2 separate regions of the Macaca mulatta genome follow, and region 2 is linked to region 1. Evidence: chromatin contacts called from public Hi-C data. All regions are on one chromosome and are shown on one strand. Each heading gives the region's core, a stretch centred on a gene start, on an enhancer-like site or on the middle of the called end of the contact. The rest is flanking DNA. Distances are from core to core; before and after follow the strand shown. Region 1 has its middle 9.6 kb from the start of ZDHHC22. Region 2 holds the start of GSTZ1 (glutathione S-transferase zeta 1).

Evidence for each region. Hi-C and Micro-C count contacts between places; a contact is called where the count stands out from the background.
Region 2: a Hi-C map of fetal cortex germinal zone shows a contact between it and region 1, with 4 times the contacts expected there. The contact joins the promoter of GSTZ1 here to the enhancer-like site in region 1. A contact is called at or near these places in 4 of 14 Hi-C or Micro-C datasets (cortical neurons, fetal cortex germinal zone, fetal cortical plate and 1 more).

What each region holds. Positions count from the first base shown.
Region 1 is chr7:150,358,349-150,363,676 of T2T-MMU8v2.0, reverse strand. No RefSeq gene overlaps it. Among named protein-coding and RNA genes, the nearest start is that of ZDHHC22, 9.6 kb to the right of the region's middle. Within about 2 kb of position 3,211, at least 1 of the 40 cell types and tissues checked has an H3K27ac peak or open chromatin away from gene starts, as enhancers often do. A contact at or near this core is called in fetal cortex germinal zone, where this site is marked.
Region 2 is chr7:150,529,945-150,535,272 of T2T-MMU8v2.0, reverse strand. It overlaps GSTZ1 (glutathione S-transferase zeta 1), which reads right to left and starts at 2,798. Exons shown (of 10, transcript XM_077941563.1): 1 at 2,662-2,798. POMT2 (protein O-mannosyltransferase 2) reads left to right here and starts at 3,051. Exons shown (of 21, transcript NM_001260626.1): 1 at 3,051-3,393. The coding sequence starts at 3,146.

The DNA of each region.
Region 1 (5,328 bases), core at 1,962-4,461:
CTCCTCGCCACTCCCACCCAGGCCCCAAAAGTTCTCAGCACTACCCTGATCTAGCAGACTGTGGGCGGGATGGGGGAAGACAGGACTGGAGCTGAGCAGGCCGGGCATCAAGGGGAGGAGATGGGGAACTAAAGGCTGCCTTTGCTGAGTAAAGGGATGATTTTTCTGGACTTGGAGAGATTGGAGAGCGAGCAGAGCCAGGGTGCCTGGAGATCAAGTTTGGGGGTGATGGGGAAACTGCCTGGGGAGTATGGGGACAGACAGGGCAAGTGGAGCAGGTGGTGGTGCCTATAGCTCTTGGTCTCACATGAGCCCCTTAAAACACAGGCCAGGGTATATGGTTTGCTGCTAATTTTACCAGCAGGGTCAGATTTTCCCTCCCTGCTCCAAAATTATCCCTGAAAAGATGGCAGGGACAGCCAATGCCGTGCACATTCTCTTGCCCCCAAATTTATCCTCCCACATCTGGTAGCCTGCTTGAAATTCCACCCTCAGAATCCCGCATGGGGTTCCAGTCCCAGGTCTGCCACCTACAAGCTGGGTGACCTGGACCAACTACCAACTACCAACTACTTAGCAGCTCTCAGGCTCAGGGCTTGCTCTGTCAAATGCAGATGAGGTTGCAGGGCTGGTGGGAGGTTCCGTGGAAAAACACCTGCAAGACTCGATCAGTGTTAATGCCCCATTCCCCCTCCACACCTATTGTGTCTGCGGGCTCCAGACCCAATCTTACAGGAAGAGGTAATGAGCAGGGAAATGAGTATTTTAAAGGATGGGAGCAGAGAACAAGTTGAGAGGCCTCAGCTCCTGAAAGGTGTCTCCTAAGCAGGAAAGAGAAGGCGGTGGCAGGTCAGGAAAATACATTTAGCAGCATCATAGAAATCTCTGCCCAGCTCACCAAGGCAACCGCCGCCTGTCCCTGCTGTGCAGCTGCCGCCGTCGCGGGGCCTCCCCCTCATTTCTCCCCTAGCTTTAACTTTAGCCAGATTCCACTCTAGGAAGGGAGGAGGCAGGGATGGGCACACGGGGGACTTTGTCTCGGTGCTGTGGGAGGGGATGCTATAGATGGACCGGGAGGGATAGGACTGGAGGCAGCTGAGCACATCAGGGGTTATAGGATGAGGGTTGGCAATGATGATAAGTACGAGAGAACACAAATGTCATTTATATGCAGAGAGGAAATTACCCCATTACGGTATTTGTATAATTCTTGTTCTGTGGTGTTATGGTTATTAGGTTATTTTCCTTTAATTCATGCTGGGGAGCCTGCTAGGTAGAGATGTTCCCTGTAGGAAGGAGATATCCCCGCATAGGCAAGATGTAGTAGAGAATTCTCATGGTTCCTCAATTCCCATTCTCCTCTTATTCTCTAGGAATTGGACCTACAATTTTTAGCTAAGCACAGGGCCACCTGGAGTAAAGACTCATCTGCTGACCTTCTTTGCATCTAGATATGGTCATGTTGCTAAATTCTAACCAATGGGAGACAAAGAGAAGTATCGCAAGTAATTTCCAGGGGGTATCCTATGAGGAAGAAGGTATGCCCTTGCTCATACCTTTTTTCCTACTTCCTGGTAGTGGAATGTTGAATCAATGGCTGGAGCATGAGAAGCTATTTTGGGCCATGAGGTAAAGGCTGCATACTAAGAATTGAGGACGAAATTATATAAAAGGAGGCTGGGCCCTCATGTGATGAAGGACTTTGCCAGCCCTGAGCTGACACCTCCATCATGAAGATGAAGACCACATCTGAGGGATGACCGAACAGGGAACTGGAAAGAACCTGGGTCCCTCCTGGCACTGTAGAGTGGCCATATTAGCTCTGGAATGCCTGTCTCTGAACTTCATTTACATTAGAAGGAACTGCATGTCTAGCTCATTTAAGCCACTGCTATTTTGGAGTTCCTGTTCCCTCACAGCTGTATCAAATCGTAAGTGAAATCCACAATAAGTTTGTTCTAGGCTTCCCTGACCCACATGAGAGAGGCAACGAAGAGCCCAGCTAAGCTTCTCTTCTGCACCTTGGAGTGATCTACAATAGTGGGGGCCAAGGATAGTCTCCAGTCATTAAATGTCCTAGGAACTAGGAAGGGAGGAACTGGGTAAGGCCTCTTCCTCCCCAGGGTCCCAGAGGAATGGGATAAAGTCTGGCTTTATCAAGAACCAAGAAACAAGATGGCAACTACACTAACTTTATTGCCCCCATGGGACTGTAAGCAACTCTAGGCTAGAGATTAGCATAGACCCCAGCACATAGTAGATGCTTACTAAATATGTATTAACTGGCTAATGGATGCACTATACTAAGGAGCTTGGATCAGAGCCTGAAGGGGTCAAAGCAACCCGTTGGGATAGAGTAGCAGCGGAGAGCCAGGAGAGAGATCCCTTATGGGAAGGTGACTCTGGGGGGTGTTGTGACAAGGCGGCGCTATGTGGTCTGTGGCACACCCTTCCCACAATAATGCAGCATATCCTCTCTGGGTAAGGAGGACACTCATGGACGCAGTGCTTTATAGCTAGCCATGCATGGTCGTGTTCAGAATAGCATTTGTTCCTTGCAACCCCAAGGGCAGGGATTATTACTGCACTCTTTTCAGAAACCAAAACTAGGGCCCAGAACTTTGAGGTCACTTGCATAAGACCATTCATAAGAAATGCAGGAGCGGCTGGGCGTGGTGGCTCACACCTGAAATGCCAGCACTTTGAGAGGCTGAGGCAGGCGGATCACCTCAGGTCAGGAGTTCAAGACCAGCCTGGCTAATATGGTGAAGCCCCATTTCTACTAAAAATACAAAAAAATTAGTCGGGCGTGGTGGTGTATGCCTGTAATCCCAGTTACTCAGGAGGCTGAGACAGGAGAATCACTCAAACCCAGGAGGTGAAGGTTGCAGTGAGCCGAGATCGCACCATTGCACTCCAGCTTGGGCAACAAGAGTGAAACTCTGTCTCAAAAAAAAAAAAAAAAAAAAAAAAAATGCAGGAGCTGGGACTTGAACCCAGGATTTCCCATTACAAACATCACCTTTGTTGGAATAAAGGATGCAGCTGGGGCTTTCTGGTGCTAATGCCACTCTCCTCTGAACTCCCCAGCCCAACTCTGAGACTCTGAGGCAATCGATGAAGGGGTGAGACAAGGGAGGGAAGGGGTGTCAGGCAACCTCCCAGCAGTTTGGAGGCTGGTAGAGAGATGCAGCCAGCACTGCAAATAGCCCAAACAGTATATTTGTACAGAAAAGGGGTGTCCTTAACTCAAGATACTTTACTGCCATCTACTGGAAAATTCTTATAATAATCATCCAAATATACATGTGTGAAAATGAGGCCCCTGGAATTGTAAAGTGTAGAACCTGAACAATTGTACAAGGCAGCCCTCGATGCAACTTCTCTTGCCTGAAAGAATGAAAAAAGAGAGGACCCTTGCCACCAGAGTGGCTCAAATCCTGCCCTCTTCTTTCCTGCCTGGCAGTACCTGGTTTACACAGAGGGTCTGTAGTAGTCTAGCTCCTGTAGTTTCACCATCTAGGGCCCTGTAGAATCTATTCATCCTTCCATCCACTCTATGAACGTGCCCTGAGTGTGTCCTCTGGTCTAGGTCCTTATCTGCATTCTCTGCCATTTCCTAGCTGCGAGCTCTTGGATATTTTCCTGAGCCACTGTCTCCTCCTGTATAAGATAAAGGTATCTCTCCTGGCCATTTGAGACTTACGTGAGACAATGTACAGAAAGTCCCTCCTGGAACATGATCAAAACTTGCCCCTTTACCCCCAAAGCGGTCAACTGTCAACTTACTGTGCTGAGGGACTCCGTGACCAACAATCTTGACCTGCTCCTTGCACTGTTGGATCTGACTTACACACACCAGGAAGTTCACTCAGAGAGGACAGGCTCTAGCACGTTTTCCTTCAGAAACCACCAAGAAGCTATGGATGTGAACATGTGAAGGTAAAGTGCACAGCACAGAGCTGAGCCCACCGGGTGGTCACCCTCTTTTCCACCTTTAGGCCCTGGCTAGAAACTATGCTGGCTGGGAGGGCGCAGGGATCCCTGATCCTGAGAGGGGCTGAACAGTTGGGGTCGTGGGGACTGGGCCTTACAGGTTTCATTTACCTGCAGGAATAGGCTTGCAGACTGTTGCTTGAACAGGCCCCTGGAGATTTCCATTAGGGCTAAAAGCAGGGCCATCCAACCCTTTGAGTTTCAGTTTCCTCATCTATAAGATGAAGCCAGCCATATTTACTTTGAACCATCCTTGAGGGGATTAAAAAGCAGGAAGTAAATGGTCTACCACAATGACAGAAAGAAGTAAACACAAAATAAATTATAGCTACAATTGCAGTCGTGGGCTCCAGGGGGCGTCTGGGCTAGCTAAAGGATGCTATTCTCTGCCGTCCAACTCCCAGCCTCCGTGGGGGATTGGAAAAGCAGGTCCCAGAGCTGGTGAGAAGGCAGATTACAAGCCCCCCACTCCTTGTGTGGGAAGGAAGCTGGCACAAACTTTCTGGAGGATGGTTTGGTGATAGGGATCCTTTTGACCCAGACACTCTACTTCTTGGAATTCAGCCAAGGAAATAATCACAGGGTCCCATAGAGTTGTTTGTGTTAGGACGTTCATTGCAATGTTGCTAATAATAGTGAGATATTGGAAATAATCTAAAGTTAGAGATACACTCAACACACATTTTGGCTGAACACCAGATGGTCAATTGTTACAATCAGTATTCAGCCGAAGCCCAAGCCAATGCCTTTGATAAAGGAGTACATCTAACATTTTATCAGAGATTCTCTGTGATGACAGTTTCCTTATTGGTGCATTTCACTGTCAGTGTTTAATAGCTAAACATTATAGTGCAAGAACAACATTTTCTTAGTGCTAGCAGTAGCGAGATTGCTCCTGTATTATGTATTATGTAATGTTTGTGTTAATAAATTGGTGCTTACTTCTGACTGATAATGGCAGAGGAGTGTGATGCCTCACTTGTTCTAATAATTTTTTCTTGGCCAGGCGCGGTGGCTCACGCCTGTAATTCCAACACTGTGGGAGGCCGAGGTGGGTGGATCACCTGAGGTCAGGAGTTCGAGACCAGCCTGGGAAACACGGTGAAACCCCCTCTCTACTAAAAATACAAAAAATTAGCTGGGCGTGGTGGTGGGCATCTATAGTCCCAGCTATTTGGGAGGCTGAGGCAGGAGAATCGCTTGAACCTGGGAAGCAGAGGTTGCAGTGAGCTGAGATCATGCCACTGCCCTCCAGCCTGGGCAACAGAGAGAGACTCTGTCTCAAATAATAATAACGATAATATTTCTTTTTTTCAAATTCTTTATAATCCA
Region 2 (5,328 bases), core at 1,549-4,048, 170 kb before region 1:
TTTGGTGCCTGTCTCCTTCAACCCCACCTCCCAGCAGTCCAGGTTCTCAGCTGTCCCCATAAAAACAGCTGGCAGATATGCTCACTCACCCCAAAGGTGAGGTCAAAAGCTGGCAGCCCACTGGGGCCCTATCTGGCCCTCAGAATTTCTGTTTGCTCAACACAGTAGTTTAAAATGTTTTAGGTAGTTGCCAATGTTTAAAAATCAGGACATTTCGTTCTAGTGTGGTGGGTCATGCCTGTAATGCCAGCACTTTGGGAGGCTGAGGACAGCAGATTACCTGAGGTCAGGAGTCCGAGACCAGCCTGGCCACCATGGCGAAACTCATCTCTACTGAAAATACAAAAATTAGCCAGGTGTAGTGGTGTGCATCTGTAATCACAGCTACTCGGGAGGCTGAGGTATGAGAATTGCTTGAACCCAGGAGGCGGAGGATACAGTGAGCCAAAATAGTGCCACTGCCCTCCAGCCTAGGGGACAGAGCAAGACTCCATCTCAAAATAAATAAAGTAAAATAAAAAATAAAAATCATGATATTTTATATACAACACCTGTTTTTTTCTTTAAAAAATCTGGAGACAGTAGATTTGGGCTCCTAAATACCAACAATTGATGGGAACATACTGATGGCCCCCATCAACCAGGGTATGCCCTCTAAGGTCTGCCATGGCCTGTATCTGGCCCACTTTCCTCATTTTTGTTACCTTTGGGCCCTTGGGGGCAGCTGGGTGTGTGATCTCTACTCCAAAGTTTAAGGGGCTCAAAGTTAATTTCTCTGCTACTTCTTGGGGAGCCAGCATTTCAAAGTGGAACCCAGGAAAGACTCGCCAGTGATTAGCACTCATGAACCTTCCCACCAACACGTGTATCCCTATGGATGGGGGAGAACTTGACAGAACTTCTCAGATACCCTGTTTACTACCCCTCTGACTAGAGACATTTCACCAAAGCTCCCTCTCCCCTCTGCCACCCCCAGAATATTAAGCTGCTCCCTGAACCTGCTTTCACCATCCCTGTACTACCAACTCAGTCTGCTAGATGGCAAGGGTACAAGTGGGAACCTAGGCCCTTCCAAGGTGGTTCCCAAGCCCAGGAGTCCCAGCCTGTCCTGAAGGTACCTTTTGTGGGGAAAGTAAAGATGGTCCTGGCACAGAAAGCAGGCGATGGGCAGAAAGTGCCTTTCGAAGAGGAGGAATTGGGTGGCCACAACTGGATCTTTCTTATTTGGAGATGCAGTCCCCTTTCCTTACTTAGCCAGGCTACAGGGGCCCTGGGGCCAAGGGACAGGGACTGCTGGTGACCACTAGAGAGTGGCAGATATTAATTGGCTTAGAATCCCTGAAGAAATGCCTTACCTAATGGTTAAATGCCTTTGGATTACACCTTTGGATCTGTACTACGAATGACCAAAAGCATGGTAAACGCTGCTCCCCTCCATCACGACCCACAAGCAGGAAACCTGAAATCTCTTAAGCATTTTCTGCTTTCTCTTACCAGTGATACCTATGCAAACCATCCCCCGTTCCTTTCTGCACTTGTAGAACTAAATTTTAAGCCCAAGTATCCATCTCATCAGCACTCCTGGAAGACTTCTGTTTCCAATTCAAATATGCATTCTGATTACTTTAGCAGATTTTATTTTTAAACCATGTCTTACACATGATTTGAGAAAAAGACTCCTAAAATCCCATTTGGAAGAGGGAGGACTATACCTTATTAACGTGACACAAAGTCCCATCTAACGTGCCACCTTCCTTAGTGCCATAAAAGTGGTTCTCAAACTTTACGGCGCGTTAAGACCCATCAGGACCGCTTACAAAAACATGCAGATTCTTGGGCCCGTTCCACCAGAGATGAAGAGTGGCTTTGGAGCGGCCCCCGGGGAAGAACATGTGAAAGCCGTGAAGCTCCCCAGGTGATTGTCATGACTGCCTCTCCTCGCTCGGGGACTTTTTTTTTTTTTTTGAGACGGAGTCTCGCTCTGTTGCCCAGGCTGGAGTGCACTGGCCGATCTTGGCTCATTGTAAGCTCCGCCTCCCGGGTTCACGCCATTCTCCTGCATCAGCCTCCCGAGTAGCTGGTACTACAGCCGCCCGCCACCATGCCCGACTAATTTTTGTATTTTTAGTAGAGACGGGGGTTTCACCGTGTTAGCCAGGGTGGTCTCGATCTCCTGGCCTTGTGATCCGCACGCCTCGGCCTCCCAAAGTGCTGGGATTACAGGCGTGAGCCACCGCGCCCTGCCCAGGGACTCTTACAATACAAACATTACTGGAAGGCCATCTCCTGCTAGGGCCAAGAGAGGAGCATGAAGGGCTGCGAGAAACTGGGAAGCTTGGGGCGACGTTTGGAAGCCCTAGTGGAGGGGTCTGTTAAGGGGAGCAGGGAGGGCGGGGCAGAAATGAAGCGCGTCCGGACAGCGACTCCACCTGGCTACGAACTCCCCACCAGGACCGCCTCCTCCCCCAGCCCAACCCTCCGGGGAATTCGAGACCCAGCGGGCAGCGTGCAGCACGCAGGCGCAGAGCGTGCCCGGCGCAACGCACGGCACGCCGGGAGTCTTTGTCTGCTGGGCGGGCGGAGCAGCTCACCTCTGACCCCGACCCCCAGGGTCTCCAAGTGTCTAACCAGTTTCCCTCCACCCGGGTGCGCGGCACAGACCTTCCCCGCCTGCATGTGGCACTTCGCGCGACCCCTCCTCTAGGCCGAGAAACTTCGCGCCTGGGACTCGCCAGTGAAACTCGACGAGTCAGGCCCGTAGCTTTCGTCCGGGTAAAGCGAGGGTCTGGATGGACTACAATGATCCTTCCGGTCGCCTCTGGCACGCCCAGCCCTCCTGCCACGCCCCGTACCCGGGGGCTGCTGGGAGTTGCAGTTCCCTGAGCCCGACCCCTCCTGCACAGTCCCCCCTCGGGCCGGCCGGCCCTCCCGGTCCCGACATGCTCTGCGCCTCCTGCCGCCTCCTAGCGGCCCGGGCCGCCACCACGCTGCCCGCCCCGCCCCGAGCCCGGGGCCCCGCACTCCGCTGCCGTGGAAGGGAGTTGCATTTCCCGGGGTACCCCGAGCTGCCCTCCTGTGACTCCCTGGCGGGGCGGCTGGTCAGAGTGTGCCTCTGGGCCGGTGGGCGAGCCGGAGGAGGGGGAAGATGCCGCCGGCCACGGGCGGAGGCCTGGCGGAGTCCGAACTGCGTCCCCGGAGGGGCCGCTGTGGGCCCCAGGCTGCTAGGGCCGCAGGCCGGGACGTGGCCACCGAGGCTGCGGCGCGAAGCCCCAAACGGCCTGCCCGGGGCTCACAGCGCTTCGAGGCGGCCGGCCGGTGGGCCCTGCTGGCCTTGGTGACGCTGCTGTCCTTCGCCACCCGTTTCCACCGCCTGGCCGAGCCGCGGCACATCTGGTGAGTGATGGGAGGGACTCGGTGGCCACCATGGCAACCGCGAGGGGACGCCGCCCTCTGATTGGCCCGAGGGTACGGAGGAGGCGGGATCTACAGGAGGAGGGGCGGGGCCGTGGTGGAGGGGAACTTGAGGTACCGGGTGGGTTGGCCTCTGGCGAGGTGCATTCTCTGGGAGGGGGATCGTTTTGCTCTGGTAGTGGGGCAATGGGATTGTTAGGATCTGAGGAAGCAGCCCTCATGTCTTCCGCGTTATGTTACAGTGCATCACCTGGCTTGCAAATTGTGGCTTTTAAAGGTGCTTTCAACTTTCCAAAGAGAATTGCAAATTCTTGGGTACAGAATTTTCTAAGGCCTGAGTTCCGATATCTGCAGGATTTTCAGGCATCAACAGAGGGGAAAATACCTAACTGTACCTTTATCTTATAGGGCAAGGACAGTTTGGGTGTTCAGGTATGGTGACAAAAGGATTTTAAGAGGCAGAACTCTTCCTGTGAGAAGAGATTTATTTTCTTAAAGGTTTAAGCTTGTACTATCCAGATACTGGGTGTCAGAAATGGAACTCTTTTTTTCTTTTTCTTTTTTTTTTTTTTTGAGACGGAGTCTTGCTCTGTCGGCCAGGCTGGAGTACAGTGGCGCGATCTCGGCTCACTGCAAGCTCTGCCTCCCGAGTTCATGCCATTCTCCTGCCTCAGCCTCCAGAGTAGCTGGGACTACAGGCGCCCACCACCACGCCCGGCTATTTTTTTCTGTATTTTTAGTAGAGACGGGTTTCACCGTGTTAGCCAGGATGGTCTTGATCTCCTCGTGATCTGCCCGCCTTGGCCTCCCAAAGTGCTGAGATTACAGGCGTGAGCCACCGCGCCTGGCCCAGAAATGGAGCTCTTTAAGCAAAAAGTAGGCAAGAAAACAGACTGTCAGGGTTGCTTTATTTAGAAATTAATAAATTAGCCTGTTATTGTGTCGTGACTGCTGGCAGAAGATGAGACACCTGGGTTAGAGACAAAGGACCTTATTACGGGAAAGAGGATGCATGTTAGAAGCAGTTTCTCTTGCCATCCAAGTCCCACAGGGTGACGCTATGGGTTTAAATGGATGACTGCACAGGCAGTGGGTTGCATCCAAGTGAAGGAACGACAAGCTTGGAAAATCTGCTGTTTTATAGACGGCAGTACGCAGACCTCCTCTTTGTCCTGGAGGGAGACACTGCCTCTTCTCTCAAGGTTGCTTGCTGCAAACACAACCCTGAGAAATGGCCCAAGTGCGATGCAGTCAGGGCCTTGCATTCTTGGTATACCCAGAATGATGTGTAGAGGCACGAGCAATCTGACAGCCTCTCTCACTCCTCGATTCTGCAGTCTTGGCTTCTAGCAGATTTTCACATGAATATGCAACTCCCCTGGCTACTCTGATTAACCTGGCTGACAGAGGCAGGGACCAAATCTTTTCAGTTTGTCCCTTACAGCATTTAATTAAGGTTGTTGTCAATGGGACTCTAAGCAGCAGAATAAGGCCAGCTTACAGGATTTACCTCAACCATGCCCTCCAGAGTCCTGAATTCAGCCACATGTGAATAAGTCCTGGGGGCACCAAGGAATCTTATTTCAGACATCTGGTCTATTAACCACTGTGACCTGTGCACAGGAGTTCAGATTGATCTCTGATCTTTGTAATTACAGTAATTACAATAGCCCTCTACCCTTGTAAAAAAAAATTGTAAGAAAGTAACTACCAGGCCAGGCACGGTGGCTCACGCCTATAATCCTGGCACTTTGGGAGGCCGAGGTGGGCGGATCACCTGAGGTCAGGAGTTCAAGACCAACCTGGCCAACATGGTGAAACCCCGTTTCAACTGAAAATACAAAACTTAGCCGGGCATGATGGCGGGTGCCTGTAATCCCAGCTACTCAGGAGGCTGAGGTGGGAGAATCACTTAAA